Linked DNA regions of Lactuca sativa: region 2 is linked to region 1. The links are chromatin contacts, called in public Hi-C maps. All regions are on one chromosome and are shown on one strand. The core of a region is the stretch at or near the end of the contact, and the rest is flanking DNA. Distances in the headings are between cores, read along the strand shown.

Region 1 (3,769 bases), core at 789-3,288:
ATGCTGACGTGTCAAAATTGATTTTTTTCCCACAAAAAACACTAAGTTTTCATTTTTTTTTCGATTTTGACACTAATTTTAATATTTTATTTCAATTTTGACATTATGTTTTTTGTTCCAGATCGAGCATCATTTTTTCTAATTTTGTTCAATTTGACCATTTTTCATTTGAAACCGTATAAATATATTTTTTATTACATTTTAAACCGTATAAATATATATATTTTTTGTTTAAAAACTACATTTTTATTTAAATAGAAGGTGTTTTTTTTACATTCAAAAGATAATGTATATATGCATTAGTTATATCATGATAATCAAACTAACCATAAGTTTCTAAGTACACGTCTCCAAACCTCTAAACTCATTTTAAAGTTGCATATTTAACATAAAATATGGTTTTTATATAACTAATATATATTTATACATAAAATTATGGTTTGAATGTTAAAAAAAAAAAAAAAAAAAAAAAAAAAAAAAAAAAAAAAACCCTCGTATTTATAAAAAAACTTTGGTTTTTAATTGAAAAAAAAACGTATTTATACGGTTTAAAATGTAATAAAAAAATATATTTATACGGTTTCAAATGGAATATGTTCAAAATTGAACAAAATTTGATAAATGATGTTCAATTTGGCATAAAAAAAATATAGTGACAAAATTGAAAGAAAAAATTAAACATAGTGTTAAAATCGAAAAAAAAAAACGTGAAAACTTAGTATTTTTTGTAGAAAAAAAAAAATCAATTTTGACACATCAACATATCATGTCATCATGCCACGTCATCAAAACTGACACGTTATCATGTCACGTCAGCATGTAACATGGTTGACCGGTCAAGTGGTTACAATTGTAACAAACTGAAAAACACAATATCAAATTTGAGACAAAAAAAACACGGTGTCAAATTAAAATATTGGTATAAACGGAGTGTTTTTTATACTATTTACCATAATTAATTTGTATTAGACTATCAGAGACATAGTTTATATACCAAATTCCTCAATCGGGGACATGTCGGGGATGGGTCGGGGAAAAGCCCAAAATATAAAGGGAAGGGGACTCAATTCCCCGCATCCATTGGGGATGATGATGGGAATAAGGACGAGATTAGACACTCGGGGATGGGAACATGGATTGTCAACACCGCCCCATCTCATCCCATTTCGATCCCTAACGATACCTAATCACCGACATAATTGATGACTCGTTGATACCGACGACACCGCCACTTACTTCCGGAAGCCGCGCTCGATACCCTCCATCCCAATTAAATATATTTGGGAAAAAACATTGTATTCTTGTGGAAGAGAAAGCAGCATGTAGAAAGCTCGGCCAGCTGGCGTTAGCAATGGTTTTGTCGGTGACACCCCACACTAAATCATCGATATACACATGCACACATTTCTTATTTCAATAATTTAATGCAATAAAACTTAGACGAATACCTTTTGTTTCTTTTATAATATGTATGGTTTTGGTTATTGTTGTTACATTTTAATTATCGTCATGTTATTACAAAAAAAAAAAGTAAAAAAACAAAAAAGTAATTTGTCGTTTTATTATTCGTGAGTTGTGAGTGGAAAAGTGTTAGCATATCATTATAATAAAAATAAGTATACAACGTCATAACTTTAGGGGGAATATACTAAACATACATGTGTTGTCATGATAATCTCACCAATACTGCAATATGCATATTTAGGTATGTTTTCGTTTTAGAGAACAATCTTCTATATAAACAAAATTCATTGTCAATTCCCGAACTTATTTATTATTTAAAGTTGACATGTATGCTAGAAAAATTTATAGCCACAATAAAAGATGCTAGAAGAAATGCAATTACTATGTGGGTAGAACAAGACATTGAACCTTAGCTCAAGCAATCCCTTCCTTCTTTTTTTTCAAGGAACTAAAGGTTAATTTAGACAACATTATGCTTGAATTCATACTAAAGAAAAGAATTTCCCACCTTTGCATAACTCCAATTCGAGTTTTGTTTGTGTGTAACCTCTATTTAAATAGCAACATACATTCAAGATAACATCATCTATGTTTTTTATTTTCTTAAACACTCAACCTAGTTAATTAGAAATCATTCATGGGAGCTCCCGAGTCAGGAGAAAAACAACAAAAGCAACAACTCGATCGTGAGATTCGAGACATGATGAATGCACTCACACGTCGCCTTGCTCATCTCCATAAGAAACCCAATGAGAGAGAAGGTGCAAGCAACATCCATGATCATGACAAAGAGGAGGAGGATGCCAATGGTGGTTTTGGGATCATAACGATGGCTGGAAGCAACGAGGGAGCTACTATGAGAGGAGAGCTTGACTTGATGAGTATGGAGAATCATAAATTAGGTACAACACAACATAATGATGAGTCTTTTACCCCATTGACAACCTACCTTAATGGCAACTTCCAAGGTGTCAACAATTCTATCATGGTTGGTGGTAGTTACTCTACCAATGATCCTGGTATCCATTTGGATGTTGATGAACATTACATGCAACATAAGGGGGAGCTTGGTGGTAGTTACTCTACCAATGATCCTGGTATCCATTTGGATGTTGATGAACATTACATGCAACATAAGGGGGAGCTTGGTTCACAAAAGTATGGAAAGTGGATCCCCTAAAAGTGAACATTCTAACTAATCATTATCTAAACTTCACACACATATACACGAGGATAATGTTTCTTGAGTGATTTTTTAATCTATATATTGAATTCCAGCCGAAAGATGTTATACATAATGTTTCATCATTTTATTCGATTAATAATCTTTCTTTTTATGATTGTATGTAATTGCATTAGTATCTTAATAAAATAGTTATTATCTACAATAATCTTCTATCTTAAAAGGCAATTTCTTGTTAATCCATTTGGCAGCCTGATCAAATGCATTAGTTTAATACTATATATTCCAAGGTTCTAAATAACATAAGGCGTGACTTGGCGGCAATGTCAAACCTCAAGCTTTTCTGAGCCTTGGCGAGTCATGGCGTTTGTAAGGCGTAACTTAAGGCGGCAATTTTTTTATAATTAATATTTTTATATGTATTTTCAACTATTATTCATTTTTATACACATATATGAGTTAAGGCGGCGTTTTGGCAAAGCTTGGCGGCAGCTGCAAGCCTTGGAGTCGTGGCGCACCATGGCGGAGCCATGACGAGCTTTTTAAAACCTTGATATATTCTATACCATACAACATTATTTTTAGAGAAATTAAATATTCTTTTACTTTTGTTTCTATAAATCCTTCTATCAATTTAAATAATAACATATGTCATATTAATATTTTAAAATATCATTAAATCAGTATTAAATGTTATATATGTCACTATTTAATTGGGTAGGAGAATTTGTAGGAATAAAAAATAGACGGATATTTTATTTCTCTTATTTTTATGTTAACACTTTCTTTTAGTCGGCGAAATAGCATTTATCTATAAAATACTTGGAGAAAGAAAAAAAAAAAAAAACTTTAATATGCATAAACAAATAGTTGTAGTTTTTCTAAAAGTCTAGCAACTCAATTATTATATATTTCAATAATTAAGCTAAAAAAAAGGAAACAACACAATAAATAGTTTGATATATAACAAATTAAGAATAATTGAAAATTACAATGAACAAATTTTACAAAATTAAATTACGACCTTGCCCACTTTACTTTGCGTCTTCTATTCCAACGACATCCAGCCATATCGGAAAACAGTACACCACCGGAACTGACATAATCATTCATATTTCATTC
Region 2 (3,672 bases), core at 1,013-3,512, 410 kb before region 1:
TTCAGGTTCTCCAGAATCGCTGGAAGGCGGCAGCTCGATTGTACACACACAAGAGAAAAGAGTGATGAATACAGATCCTGGAATTTCATAATGTTCTGAAAACCTTGTTGATGATTTTTAAATAAAAGGTTTTTATATAGGAAAATGTGCATTTTTATGAAATAAAAATGAATAAAATAAATTTAAAATTTTTCGGTGTTACAGTATGACGCGGGTCAGTAGCTAAGTCCAGACCATCATAGCTAGCCAACATACGCTATGACTACTAATCTGGGGGACTTGATGACACGCTCCTCAGAGCGGACCAAAAACAAGCGAGTCATGGCAGAGCGCCTCTAGCGAAGGAGTCGACGCAGTGACCTGGGTAACTCCAAGCCCCCGCGTAGCGATCGCGTAGAAAGCTTGCCCTCGCCAATAATTGTCTTTTAGCTACATTGCAAAGACAACGAATTCAGGCAACAAAGCGTCCAAACATACTGACATAGCACAATCGCCTGAACCAATTGGAGGCCGGGATACGAATGTGGAGTAGAGCCTCCAATGAGGACGACATATCCTGTCGGGACCACAGTCCCTGTCCCCGGACCGAGGAGGATCCTCACTATAAAAGGACTAACACTCGGTTCAGCCAACGTAAGTGAACCCAACTCCAGTCACGTATTACCACATTCTCTCATACTCTCTAGACTAACTTGACTGTCGGAGCGTCTTTTCGGGATCTCCTCCCGGACGACGGCTGTCATCCTTTTCACTTGTGTGACCTCTCAGGTTCCGCCATGAAGGAGCTCTTCCACATAACTGAGACATTCCATTTCGATAATGCCCGACCTATAACCATTATCGAGGACTTACCATCGTTCCATCTTTAAACTTTATGGCAGAAGAATGCCACTGCATAGGAGTATCAGACGTGTCGGCAACACACCAACAACTCCACCAACTCTACAGATGGACTCCACTGCATTCCAAGCTGCCGTGGAAACCGCCATAGCACAACTCAGTACTAATGGTACAAACGGGAATGGAAACGGTACTACCAGTTCTAATCATGGCGAAAGTTATGGACACCGAAGAGGATGCTCCTACAAGGACTTCTCGAATTGCAAGCCCAAGCCTTTTTATGGCAACAGAGGTGTCATTGCCTTGACCAGATGATTCGAGAAGACGGAATCGGTGTTCAAAATTTGTTCGTGCTCGGAAGGAAGTAAGGTCAAATTCGCGGCTTGCATATTCGCTGACGGGGCCTTCTCCTGGTGGAATGGCCACGTCAAATCACTAACTCTCCCTGTGGCCAACTCTATGAGTTCAGAGGATTTAAAAATCATGATGCTAGAAGAATACTGCTCGAGGGGGGAAGTTCAGAAGCTGGAGCAGGAACTCTGGAACCTCACGACGACGGACTTTGATGTAGCAGCCTACACTGCTAGGTTTAACAATTTGGCGGTGCTATGTCCCGGGATGGTCACCCCGAAAAATGGTGATAAACAAACACTTGAATTCAATAAAAGATAAAATAGAAGGGTAAAATGGTCATTTTAATAATTTAGCATAGCAATTCAGATGTCACAACCAAACAACATGTTAAACATTCAGCTTTTAAAATTTCAGACCCTTTTAAAAATTTAGATCTTTTAAAAATTCAGATATTACCAATAATTTTTGTGTGTAATATTGGTAAGAAGGTTCATGCACAGGAATATGGAAAAATTTACTATTATGTCCCCAGTAAGTTTTTATATTTTGTTACATGATATGTAAAAAAAAATTATGTGTATTACAATGTTGTTAAAGAATGCATACATTATTAGAGGTAAAACATCTATATACATAGACGTTCTTTGACGATACATTGGATGATTGATTTAAAGAAGATTTGAAGAAGACAAAGATGAAAAATGAAAGAAACATATTTATTATTATATATTTATTTTATTTAATGTTAAAAGCTATTTTATATAAAAATTGTTATTCAATATCGGAAAATAAAAAATTAAGATATAAAGGTAAAGTATTTAATTATTTATTTATTTTTATAAGTATTAAAAATATTTTTATATAATGATAAGTTTTTTTATAAACAAACTTGGTATGATTTTGAAAAGACATTAAAAAAACTTATAGAATAAGCCAAATTTATGCACATTCTTTTTTTTTTTTTAATGTTTTTTCAAAATCATAATCATTCCACCATGCCACTATGTTCCGTCACACCATGACACTCTCCTGAAGACCATATGAGCAGTCAAAGGTCCCATAAACGCTGAGCTATGTTCCAATGCGGTCGCCTTCACAGGTTTTATCTTGCTCCCTCCTCGATCATACATCCTAACCACTCAACAGTAAACGTCGTCATAGTTATCTGCCACGTAAACCGAAGTAGTAAAATAAGGTTTTAAAATCCGTGTTTAAATCACATTTTCAAGTCCATTTTCCATCGCTTTTTGATAAAAAGCATCATCCAATTCAAATGTACAATAATAGTGTGAGCAGTGATTTGCTGCCGCCGACGGAGACAATTGCCGTGACATAGACGCCGTCTCCGCCGTGGATGGGCCAGTCACACTCAATTACAACCGGAATTGCTAATCGCCGAAGAGATAACGTCGTCGATCACAGTTGCAGATCGATGGCGATAGCGCCTAAAGATCCCAAGGAACTTCGTTCGTTTTTAACGGAGGAAAAGGTTCAGGAGGAGGAATGTGATTCCGGAGATATATCAATTCTTCCAGACGCGTGTCTGGCTTGCATTTTCCAGTTACTCGGATCCGGCGATCGGAAGCAATGTTCACTCGTTTGCCGGCGGTGGCTTGAAATCGAGGGACAGAGTCGTCACCGTCTCTCTCTCAACGCTGAATCGGAACTAATTTCCGTCGTTCCGTCTCTCTTCTCTCGATTTGACTCCGTCACGAAACTCTCCCTCAAATGTGACCGTAGATCCGTGAGCATCGGCGACGAAGGGCTAATTTTAATCTCTCAACGTTGCCAAAACCTTACGCGCCTCAAACTCCGATCATGTCGACAAGTAACGGACTTAGGGATGATCAGTTTTGCGAAGAACTGCAAAGGTTTGAAGAGGCTTTCGTGTGGATCTTGCACTTTCGGTGCTAAAGGAATGAACGCTATCCTCGATAACTGCTCGGCTCTAGAAGAATTATCGGTGAAGCGATTACGTGGCATCAGTGACGGAGCGGGAGCGGCAGCAGCAGCGGCAGCGGAACCAATTGGACCTGGTTTATCCGCATCATCTCTTAAACTCATCTGCTTGAAGGATCTCTACAATGCACAGTGTTTTGGACCACTGATAATGGGGGCGAAAAATCTCACAACACTAAAGCTATTTAGGTGTTCCGGAGATTGGGATAAACTACTGGAGCTTGTTACTGATCACGTCGAGGGATTGATCGAAGTCCATCTGGAAAGGCTACAGGTGAGTGATGCTGGGCTCACAGCCCTTTCCCGTTGTCAAAACTTGCAAATATTGCACATCTTGAAAACACCAGATTGTTCAAATTTAGGGTTAATTTCTGTTGCTGAGAACTGTAAGCTTTTGAGGAAGCTTCACATCGATGGCTGGAAAACCAACAGAATAAACGATGAAGGGTTGATCGGCGTCTCCAAACACTGCCCTAACCTTCAGGAGCTAGTGCTTATCGGTGTTAATTCTACTCGTGT

What was found. Hi-C and Micro-C count contacts between places; a contact is called where the count stands out from the background.
Region 2: a contact with region 1 is called in a Hi-C map of leaf, with 9 times the contacts expected there. The contact joins the promoter of LOC111884840 here to the promoter of LOC111889159 in region 1. A contact is called at or near these places in 2 of 4 Hi-C or Micro-C datasets (both in leaf).

What each region holds. Positions count from the first base shown.
Region 1 is chr4:254,090,942-254,094,710 of Lsat_Salinas_v11, reverse strand. LOC111889159 reads left to right here and starts at 2,038. Exons shown (of 1, transcript XM_023885301.3): 1 at 2,038-2,855. The coding sequence starts at 2,102. The coding sequence ends at 2,644. It overlaps LOC111889165, which reads right to left. Exons shown (of 1, transcript XM_023885307.3): 1 at 3,583-3,769.
Region 2 is chr4:254,505,181-254,508,852 of Lsat_Salinas_v11, reverse strand. It overlaps LOC111884840 (F-box protein At1g47056), which reads left to right and starts at 2,262. Exons shown (of 1, transcript XM_023881140.3): 1 at 2,262-3,672. The coding sequence starts at 2,549.